Regions from separate parts of the Danio rerio genome. Here region 2 is linked to region 1. The links are chromatin contacts, called in public Micro-C maps. All regions are on one chromosome and are shown on one strand. The core of a region is the stretch at or near the end of the contact, and the rest is flanking DNA. Distances in the headings are between cores, read along the strand shown. Region 1 overlaps banp (BTG3 associated nuclear protein). Region 2 overlaps znf469 (zinc finger protein 469).

What was found. A called contact is a pair of places that touch in the nucleus more often than the background predicts.
Region 2: a contact with region 1 is called in a Micro-C map of caudal fin, with 12 times the contacts expected there. The contact joins two enhancer-like sites. A contact is called at or near these places in 4 of 18 Hi-C or Micro-C datasets (caudal fin, embryo, hematopoietic stem cells and 1 more) and 1 of 4 datasets of contacts at active chromatin or transcription factors (caudal fin).

Annotation. Positions count from the first base shown.
Region 1 is chr25:32,867,090-32,872,572 of GRCz12tu, forward strand. All of the region lies in intron 6 of banp (BTG3 associated nuclear protein), which reads left to right. Among named protein-coding and RNA genes, the nearest start is that of banp, 16 kb to the left of the region's middle. Within about 2 kb of position 3,037, at least 3 of the 62 cell types and tissues checked have an H3K27ac peak or open chromatin away from gene starts, as enhancers often do. A contact at or near this core is called in caudal fin, where this site is marked.
Region 2 is chr25:33,421,720-33,427,202 of GRCz12tu, forward strand. znf469 (zinc finger protein 469) reads left to right here. Exons shown (of 5, transcript XM_073943275.1): 4 at 2,219-2,286; 5 at 2,467-5,483. The coding sequence starts at 2,649. Among named protein-coding and RNA genes, the nearest start is that of dre-mir-135a, 16 kb to the right of the region's middle. Within about 2 kb of position 2,197, at least 2 of the 62 cell types and tissues checked have an H3K27ac peak or open chromatin away from gene starts, as enhancers often do. A contact at or near this core is called in caudal fin, where this site is marked.

The DNA of each region.
Region 1 (5,483 bases), core at 1,787-4,286:
ATTATCTACATGGATGTTTTTACAGTGTAGTTATATTTTAAAAATGATGATCATTTCTGTAAATATATTTATACTTATACTGTTGATCATCTCTTACACCTAAGCCCACCCTTAAACCCACTAAGACCACCAAACCTTTCCATAACCTTTCTCATATCCCTCCTCAATAACACCATGGGCTCTATTTTAATGATCTAGGCGCAAAGTCTAAAGGTCATGGTGCAAAAACATCAAGGGCATGTCTAAGTCCACTTTTGCTATTTTAAGGATGGAAAAATATGCTTTGTGCCCCTGGTCTAACAGGGTTGTGCTTAGTCTCTCTATTTTTAGTGACAAAAATTAGTAATTGTGTGGTGGTAATTCATAGAAATTTGCGGACAATTTTGCGATAAATATATATATATATATATATAAATAAATATACATACTATACCAAATACACACCATATTAGGTAGCCTACTATGTTGGGTGCGCAATCTGACACAATGACACAAATCATAAAAATAAAGCTTCTTTCAGTCAAGATCTAAAACAGACCTAAAACAGTGGAAATTAAGCCAAAGGAAGGTTTTATAACTCTTATTTTTATTCACAATCTTAATTTCTCTTAGATTTCACTCCCTGGAGCTTCTGAGATCAGCTTCCTCACTCACGATTTCCCCTACCGTAATACACCTAAAATACAATAAATATAATAATAAAATATAATGTCTTGCCAAATTTCCTTTGAGGGAATCAACTCAAGTTCATTTTTTAATTGTTTCGACTTTGTACTGAAGTTAGATTTTGTGAGGAGATAAAAGAGTAAATCACACCTATAATACCTTTGAGAACTGGGTTGGTTTTTAAAATGGTGTCAAGTAATGTTTCTCTAGGTAAAGTTGGAAAGTCTACTGTATTAGAAATCATAAAACTGCGGATCGGTAAATATCTAAAGAAATGTGTTTTGAGGATATTGTATTTTGTTCTTATTTGGTCGAAGGACATGAAATTGGTATCGCTACATAAATCGTTCAGTGTGATGAGTCCTTTTTCTATCCAGCAATTAAATGTAGCATCTGCAATCAAAGGAGTAAACATGATTTCTCATAATAGGGGTCTGGATTGAGAGATCTGTAAATGATAAAGCTTGTCTAAATTGGTGCCATATTTTAGGGGGTCTGCTTTAGTGGCTCGTTTCAAATGAACAAATGAACACATATGAACACATACAGCCCCTTACAGTCCCCGATATGTTACCAACTACAGAAAAAGTACACACAACATACATTTCGTCCTTAATTAGGTTCAAAACAACACAAAGTATAGCCTACAGTCATTGAAAACCTCTCATCATCTGTGTCTGTAATCTTTAGCAGCACATGTAGCCTCTGTTAGAGAGTCATTCCATCATTCCCAGTTCATATTAGTCCAAAAGGTGATGCTAAAAATTAAAACAAGGCAGTTTGTTCACGTTTGCTGAAGAATAAAACGTGCTCCTTGGCTTTCCACGTTTTTTTTTCCGCGCTCCATTCTCGCGTTTGTCCTTTTCTTTCTGAATGTGTCATTCTCGCGTTTATCATCAGGATCGGGTTTCCAAAGCTTGTCAATAATCAAGCGCACACTATTATTATCATGAGGTCAAGAAGTTAGTTATTTCAGATATTGAAGAACAAGTAATCTTTCGCTGTGTATTTCAAACATGGCAGGTCCTTTGTTTACATTCGGTGTTGTTGCGTAAGCGAATGACGTATCTCTGTAAACCAATAGCGTTCAGCTGCACGTCTAGCTCCGCCTTTTTCTTGTGTTTGGGACCCTTTCGAAAGGGTACTGTTTGGTTCGGTACGCCTTTTGACAGTGGAAATGGCCATAAAAAGCATAACAAACCGAACCGAACTGTACCACTCAGTGGAAACGGACCATTAGCCTGAATACAGCACATAATCAGTACCTGAGGCGGTTATTGTCATTCTTGTTTGTGCTCTTGTTCAGTCACGACGTTACAGTATCAGAAAGCATGTCTAAAATTGTAATTTCACGCTTTTCTTCTGTGGATGGTTATGACAAAAACTCCTTTTAACAAGGAAAAGATAGCTTTATGAATTAGCTTTAATGCAGTACATTTGATTGGATCAAGAAATGGTGCAGTGCAGGATTAGTCATCAACTTTATTTGTTTTCCAAAAGAGAACCATCATAAATTTTGCATCTACTAAAAGCTAATTTTGTCAACATTAAAAAGTGCACTCGCAAATAATCTTCCTCAACGCCAACACACATCAACTAAAAGCCACAATAAAAACTCCAATTTTGACTTTATAGCATCTTTAAAGGAAATTATTTTTTTGTCATCGGGATCCATTTGTTTTGAATTGAGCATGGCCTCACAAGAAGAGCGAAGAATTCGATTGTGTACAGAAAAGGTTTGAAGACACGGCAATATCTGAAATAAATCTGCACAAATAAGATAATAGTATGTTTATGGCTCACATGTGTTTGATCTGCTTCGCAACATTTAAGCATAGAAATGTAGCAGTAAACGAGCTTAAAATCTTAACAGTGTGAACAGGCCCTGGTTATTGAAATCAAAGTATACTCAACTAAAGAAACATTCGAGTAATAATATAAACATGTTTTGGCTATCCGCTAGTTCTCCCTGGACATGATTAAAACAGCTTGCTACATCAATAACAATAGTGTTGTGTAAACCGTCTGGTCTTATGTGATTCAGCGATGGGTCTTTGGTCTGGGGGAGGCCTGGGATTAAAGGGTTTGTTTTGATTGCTTAACTTCTGCTTTTGCTTTTCTTATTATTTGACTGGTTTGCTTTTTGTGTGGCGTCTGGGTTAGCTCGGTTAGTTCAAAGACGTTCCTCCACAAATATTCGCTCTGTTCACAGCTGTTCGTGATGATATTTAGTCAACGAATGGTACATTTGGTTCTTAAAAGGCTTTGCTTTTGTTTGTTTGGATTGTTTTCCCCTTTGCTATAACCTTGTTCGCTGTTTTGATGTGAGGGAGTGGCGCTGACGCGTGTCAGCTCTTTCATCTCACAAGCTGTCATTTTTTGTCATGTGACCTTTTTTATTTAAAAACAAACATGGCCGTGTTGTACAGCTGTCTGTGATTGATGGATTCAAAGGGATAAAAACGATCAAAGTCAAATTATGTTTACAGCTGATTCACTACATCAGTATTCAGAGGTTTAAAAACTAAGAATATAGAAATGGAGATGTAATAAAATGGCAATAACGATTTTAGTGACCACATAATGATCACCTTTATTAATATTATAATGGTTTTGTTAAAATAACCAAACAATAACTGCACACTTAAAGGGATAGTTCTCTCAAAAATAAAAATGTCCTCACTGTTTACAATATATACAAACTCTTGAGTTTCTTTCTTCTGTTGGAACACAGAATAAGATATTCAGAAGAAAGCAGAAAACTTGTAAAAATTAAATTCTATTGTAGGAAAAACGAATGCACTCTCAAAAAAATGGTACGATGTTGTACCAAAGGAGGTACAAACCCTTGTCACTGGGGCAGAATCATTTTATGGAACAGAATTTTACCTTAAGACAGAGAAACCATTGCAGTTTGTACATTTGAGGACAAGGAGCACACAAATATGATACATAAATGTACCACTACATTCTGTCTGAAAGTTCTTTTTTTTTATTACTTATTTTTTAAAACGTTTTATTCTTAACGTCATCAGAGGCAATTTACTCATTAAAACCTCATTTTACTCTCATACTTTGACAAGAGACAGAAAACCCCATTCATCCCACAATAAACTGGTATATTTCAGTCTCCGAAATGGCCAAAACTATATCTGTGACAAAAATATAGCAGAATTTATTGAAAAGAAGGCATCCTTGAGTTTTTCCAGCTGTATTTTCTGATCAAATGAAGACACTCTTTATTTAAGAGTTTAAGCAGTATTGTTCTTGTAATATATTTGTTTGGTCATACAAAATGGCCACCAGGGGACACTCTTGCCTTTTGGTTTGGATTGTGCTGAGAACTCAGGTCTGCTGCATAGACGTTAAGGGACATATTCTTACACCATCCACACATATTTGGAATTAGTGGTCGACAGATATTAAAAACAATGGCTGATGTTACATGTATTCCCCCGGTAGTTCAGAATAAGACCTTGTGAGAGTCACATTTATAGATAGAAATAGTTCAAATCAAATAAGCCGACTCTTAAATCTGTTTAAAATGTAATTCTTGAAGCTGCTACATTTATAAAGATTATTGGGATTTGGTTTATATATTTATTAGAAAAGTAATTTTGGTGTGTTTACCCCTTACTATGCAAAAGCCAGAGCAAATCATTAAAATATAACAATACACACTATTTAAATAAACTTTCTATAAAAAAATTCATATAAACATATTATGTGTTTGTGTGTGTGTGTGTGTGTGTGTGTATATATATATATATATATATATATATTTTTTTTTTTAATAATTAAGTATTAATATAAAATATGTTTTATTTAGTTCTGTCTCTCTGTCTTGCGGTTGAAATTTGTTACGCTAATAGTCAAGATGCCATTTGCAATTTCCATTTATCTGTGATAAATACATCTAAAAAAATCTGAAAATACATAAATTTGAATCTACTGTTTTAAAAAGATTCGAAAATTTTGATTAGATTTAGGATAAAGTGCTTGAAATAATTTGTACAACACATGAAATTAAAATAAATATAAATTTAAGGTGGAAGATTACATGTTTAAGATGTAAGCAATTCACATTTAAGAGAGTAAATTACTTCATGAACTCATAAATTATTTTAATGTTGGGCTTGGGGTAAATTACTCTTTAGATTCATAACTGTACTACAGGATATAATACCAAATAGCATTGGATATAATGTGACGATATATGTTTATGTGTTTGACTATGCCATTTACTACACTTGTACATTGTACACCTAAAAAGTGCTTAAATTTGACTTTAAAAATGTGCAAGAACCGTGATTTATGTTTATCTTTTGATATTTATATATTTTATTGTTTCAATTTCAGAAAACGTATTTTTTTTACTGCCAATATTAGTTTTTCTTAATCATAACAACAACACTGTTTATTTAAGTACAATTAATAATACCGGAAAAAAAAAAAAAAAAAACATCTGTTCACTGTATGCTTTTTTTTTTTTTATTAAAATTTTGTCAAATTTTAATCAAATAAATTGAAACATTACTCAAAGATAACCCAAGTAAACACATCATATATATTTTTAAGTAATTAGGCATAAAGAGTGTTCATGACTCCACCATAAGTAAAAAAAAAAAAAAAAAAAAGGTTTAAAGCCGAAAACCACTGCTAAGCAAAACTAACATAAAGACTTGTCTCAGTTTTGCCAGAAAACATCTTGATGATCCCTAAGATATTTGAAAAAATGTTATCTTGCAAAATAACAAAAAAAATAATATTTACTGTCATCGTGCCAAAGACCAAAGAAAGTATTTTATAAAAAACAG
Region 2 (5,483 bases), core at 947-3,446, 550 kb after region 1:
AAAAAAGCAAAAATTAAAAGAAATCATTTTCTTACAAACTTACAAAATTTGCATGAACTCAATTGCATTATCTTTCTATTTCTAAAGATGTTTGATGACTAAAATATTATTTGAATAAATATATCTGTTTAATAAATCGGTTTTATTCATTCATTCATTCATTTTCTTGTCAGCTTAGTCCTTATTAATCTGGAGTCGCCACAGCGGAATGAACCGCCAACTTATCCAGCACATTTTTATGCAGCGGATGCCCTTCCAGCCACAACCCATCTCTGGGAAACATCCACACAAACACTCATACACTACGGACAATTTAGCCTACTAAAATTCACCTGTACCGCATGTCTTTGGACTGTGGGGGAAACCGGAGCACCCGGAGGAAACCCACGAAAACGCAGGGGGAACATGCAAACTCCAAACAGAAACGCCAACTGACCCAGCCGAGGTTCGAACCTGCGACTCAGTGACCTTCTTGCTGTGAGGCGACAGCACTACCTACTGTGCCACTGCGTCACCCGGTTTTATTCAAATGAACCAAAATATATGACCTATATTCACTGAAAAATGGATAAAATATTAACTTTCAAAATGGGGGGTACTCAGTTATGCCGAGCACTGTGTGTATATAATATTTTTTTTTCGTCTGGAGCAAGTCTTGTTTGTTTTATTTCGGCTAGAATAAAAGCAGTTTTTAATTTTTGAAAAAACATTTTAACGTCAAAATTATTAGCTCCTTTAAGCTACTTTTTTTTTCGATAGTCTACAGAACAAACCATGGTTATACAATAACTTGCCTATTTACTCTAACTTGCCTAGTTAACCTAATTAACCTAGTTAAGCCTTTAAATTTCACTTTAAGCTGTATTGAAGTGTCTTGAAAAATATCTAGTAAAATGTTATTTTATGTCATCATGGCAAAGACAAAATAAATCAGGTATTAGAGATGAGTTATTAAAACTATTATGACATAGAAATGTGTTGGAAAAAACACTTCTCTACATTAAACTGATATTGGGGGGTAAAAAATAAACAGGCCGGCTAATAATTCAGGGGGTGGCTAATAATTCTAACTTCAACTGTGCGTGTGTGTGCGTGTGCGAGTGCGTGTGCGTATAAAAATAATTCAGGGAGCATATATATATATATATATATATATATATATATATATATATATATATATATAATACTCTTTTTTTTTTTTTTTTTTTTTTCTGAATGCCTCAGGGCTCTGTTATTGGGCCAGGTATTTTGTGCCACACCCTTATCATTCATACTTTACCAGTGAGATATTCACTGTACACTCAACATTATGAATTGCCCATCTGTCAAAATGCCTCATTTGCTTTAAAGGAAACATAATGTGTAGTTCATATGCTTTAAAACAAGTCATAACAGAGTTCTCATACCTGGCCATTTTATCAAAAGATAAGCCCAGTTCTGTAGCCTGTGGCCATATCAAGGAAGCACAGGTTGATTGCAACGCATATACAGAGCCTATTCAATTTGACAGGATAAACAGTGATTGTGGAAGAACTCTGTCTTAGAGGCCAGAGGTAATGCACTCTCAGTGAAGATGATAGGAGTAAATAGTTGTCAAGAAAGATTACACAATTCCCTTAAAGTTTTTTTATTTTTATTTTTTATCTTATGCGAGTTGAAGCCCCTATCTGAAAAATATATATACAAAATATATATTTTATACTTATATATATACACACACACAGAGAGACTTACTGTAGGCCATGCCAATATGGATGCTAGGTCATGTGCTTCACATGAAACTGTAAATCATGATTAGATTAAATGAGAGAAAAAGGGCCATGTTTTCATCCATGTTTATCTATCCATCCATTTATCAAAATGCTCTGGAGGCAGAAATCACTCCTAAAATCTCTCCATGTAACTTTTTCGATGGTCATCTGCTAAAAATACACAGTTGAAAGCAAAATGCACACATTTTCCAAGCCAAGTAAAAACACACTGCTGTCAAACTTTCAGCTGCTTATAGTCTGGCCACAAGCAAAACATTAAGCCAAAGTTACCCTGAATATAAAGCACACAAAGGTTTTACACAATGAGTCTTTAAACTGAAGTCTTTGTGAATATTATCTAGTGTGGTGCATTGGGATTACAGTTCCATGAACTCTTTCTTTTTAATTTATGTGAGTGTTTGGGTTTTCATATTTACCAAAAACTAATGCAATTCTGCCCTCTTCAGGTGAAACGTGGAGTTGTGGGTCTGAAGTCTAGATCCCAGTGCTACACAATAAACATTAACCATCCCAGGTGAGCCTCTGCTTTAATATATTTATAACAACAGTTGCATGTTTTATTTATTGTGGTTGAATAATTAATCATTTCCAATATGTGACACCAAATTTCTGTAGCTTTATTTTTCAAATGGTTTTGAACAAATGCAACACTAAAGTGATAACTGAACTTTTTGTATCTTATTTCTATTTTCAGAACACAACAATGGCAGATGAACATTTCATCATCAAGGAAATGAACAGATGAGAGAGAGGGAATAATACTGTGCTTCAAGCTTCTGTTACTGCAGGCCTATTGATTTTGACTGGAACATAATGTGTCCATGTCACAGCCTGTACAGATAAGGACCAGTGTGCTGAACTCGCCTCACCAGCATCATGACTGAAGAGACTAAACAGTCCTTGGCTGCCAAAGACCTGGATAATGAATCTAAAAAAAAGGAGAAGGGGGCCGTGGAGCAAAAAAAGTCCCCTGAGCACTTTCAAAATGTGAGTCTGGCGCCACAGGCTGTGAACAATCTTGCTAAGTTTACTGAAAAAGAGAGGGACAACACGCAACAACGGGAGGCTGTGATTCGACCACAGCAGGCTGGAAAGATTGATTTTAAGTCACTGCAGAACCATTCGTTCAGTAGCAACAGAACGTGGCCCAGCAGCAAGGACAGCCCTCAGTCTCCTAATGGGAAGAATCGCAATAGAGACAAGACTAGAAAGTCGGGGAAAGGAGAACGTGGCAGCCCGCAGCAGTTATACAGACTAAGTATTACAAACCAACGCTCAAATCCCACAATTGGGATAGCCTATCCCCAGCAGAAGGTCTCACCTCCAAAGAAGCTTGAGTCCAACAGGGGTCCAGTCTCAGGCAGCTACCGCTTCCATGTGCCAAGTATTCCAGAGCGAGAGGCTGAACTACAGCAGGAAGAACTACAGTTTAGATGTTTCCAGGAGGGCTCACCTAACCTTACTTCCCAAAGCTATACCTCACAGTCTGCAGGCACCACCTCTGTAGGACCAACTCACCAGAATCCACCATCTGCTTCACAACAACAGCAACAGAAGCCCAGCTCAACAGATAGCAACAACACACAACCTGTCATCAACGAAACTTTATTCCCCGACTTTCACCTGAATGAGACAGACACATGGCACTCTTCAGAGAGGACTTTCAGAAACACTAGTTTTGGCATTTCTTCACAAAAGTCAAACAACCTTGTGGACTTGAACAAAGCCAATAGTAGTTTTATCCCTATGCCATTTCAGTATGGATATCCATTGTTAGATGAATCAGCATCCGATTCTTTTCCCTGTGATAGGACTACACAGTCACAAGACTTCATAGACATTTCTCTTACTCCTAACCAAGTTTCTCAAAATTCATTTTCCTTCCCATCTTCTTCAGAGGGCCATGAAGCCATGCAAACAAATTCTCAGTTTGGCAATGATCAGGTAGAGGACAGACAATCATACCAAATGCACCCTAAACCACCCCAGTACATGCAGACACCGCTTGGTATGTCATCTTCTGTTGCCAGTAATGATGAAATCTCTGTATCAAGCACTCACCATTCAGAGCAAAGAAAGAATATTACAGATAAAGCTGATGCTTTTACTCCAGTAGAAAGCAGGGAAACAGGGTTTGCAGCAGCGGGGAAAAGAGGCTGCCATCTTAAAAACGGCACCACTAGCCAGAGGGTTCTTGTTCAAGGCAGTGTTCACCAAATTAGGAATGCTGCACAAGGTTCAAGTTCCCAACTACACGTAATTAGCCCTCCACATAATAGTATTCACATAAATCCAGGACCTCTAGATAAAAGCGGCAGTAAGCACCATGGTAGGGTATCACAGCTATGGGAAGGACCAAACAAAGTTTTTCCACCACCACTCACAGACCAGACATCTACACCTTACAATTTTCAGTATCAACCTGCACCGGAACAAAGGCAAAACACTGGTATTAATGGCCGTATACCTTGGCAACAGATCCGGTTCACAACTGCCTTGCCGAGCCAAAACAGGATTGATCTTTCCAGGCAATTGAGCAATCAACAGCTTACTTTTATGATAGGCCCATCAGACTGGCAAGAAGACAGTAAGGCACACAACCAAAAAGATTCTAACAGCTTTCTGAGCAAAAAGACAAATGAAGTCTTCTCAAACCAAAGGAAAGAAAGTGGGAAGCAAGGCTGCAACACCATTCCACCCTGCCCATTCACAAACAAGGTGGATATGAATCAAGGCCAGGTGGGTGATGGGAAGAATAAGTCAGTATATTTTGGGATTAACCACTCAGTGCCAGTGACACCATCAAGAAACTGTAGCTACCCTCCATTACAAGTAGGACCCTTAGGGCTGAAGATGGTGTCACCATACGACTCTCCTTCACATTCACCTTCTCAAAATCCAACATCTAGCAGTACATGTTCATCCCTCTCGCCAGCTTCCACAAACTCTGTCAACAGTAACGCTGATGACAGCCAGATGTCAAAGGGTCTTTCCCCCACATTTTATAAGCAGCAACAGGATAAAGCATTGATATCATCCAATAACATGAACACTCATCAGCATCACTTCCTTTCCGAAGGATCGAGAGGCTTGCACTTTAAACAAGAAAAAGCCAAAGAGAACACTGCAAGTTTCATGACACATAACAGGCTCTCAAAGCCCAACACAGACAATGGAAAAGGTTGTTTAGAGACCTACAGAACAGAAACCCATCCCCCACCTTCATACTCTGCCCACCAACTCGCCACATCATTAGTCTCAGCAAACCTTGACCAACTTGATGTGCTTCTGACATGCAAGCAATGTGATCAGAATTTTAATAACCTTGTGTCTTTTCTTGATCATAAGCAATACTGTGGACAGCATGCATTTGCACACAATGAATTAAAAGATGCGCCAAAAGTGGAGGACACAAGGAAGTTTCAGACAGACCACACTAAAGCCATGTCATCTGGATCCAGTTACACAATTTTGCGGAGTTCTTCAGATTTGCATCTGTCTCTGCTTGGACTGAACAAGAATGGAGAAATTGTGTCAGATAACGAAACAAAAGGAGAGATAAAAGACGATCCGATGAAACTGCTGCTACCATCTGCACCTCTGCCGGACTTAGAAATGGAAGATCCCAAATTGGATAGTCTTATCACAGAGGCTTTGAATGGACTAGGCTATCAGTCAGACAACACAGAGATCGACAGCAGCTTTATTGAT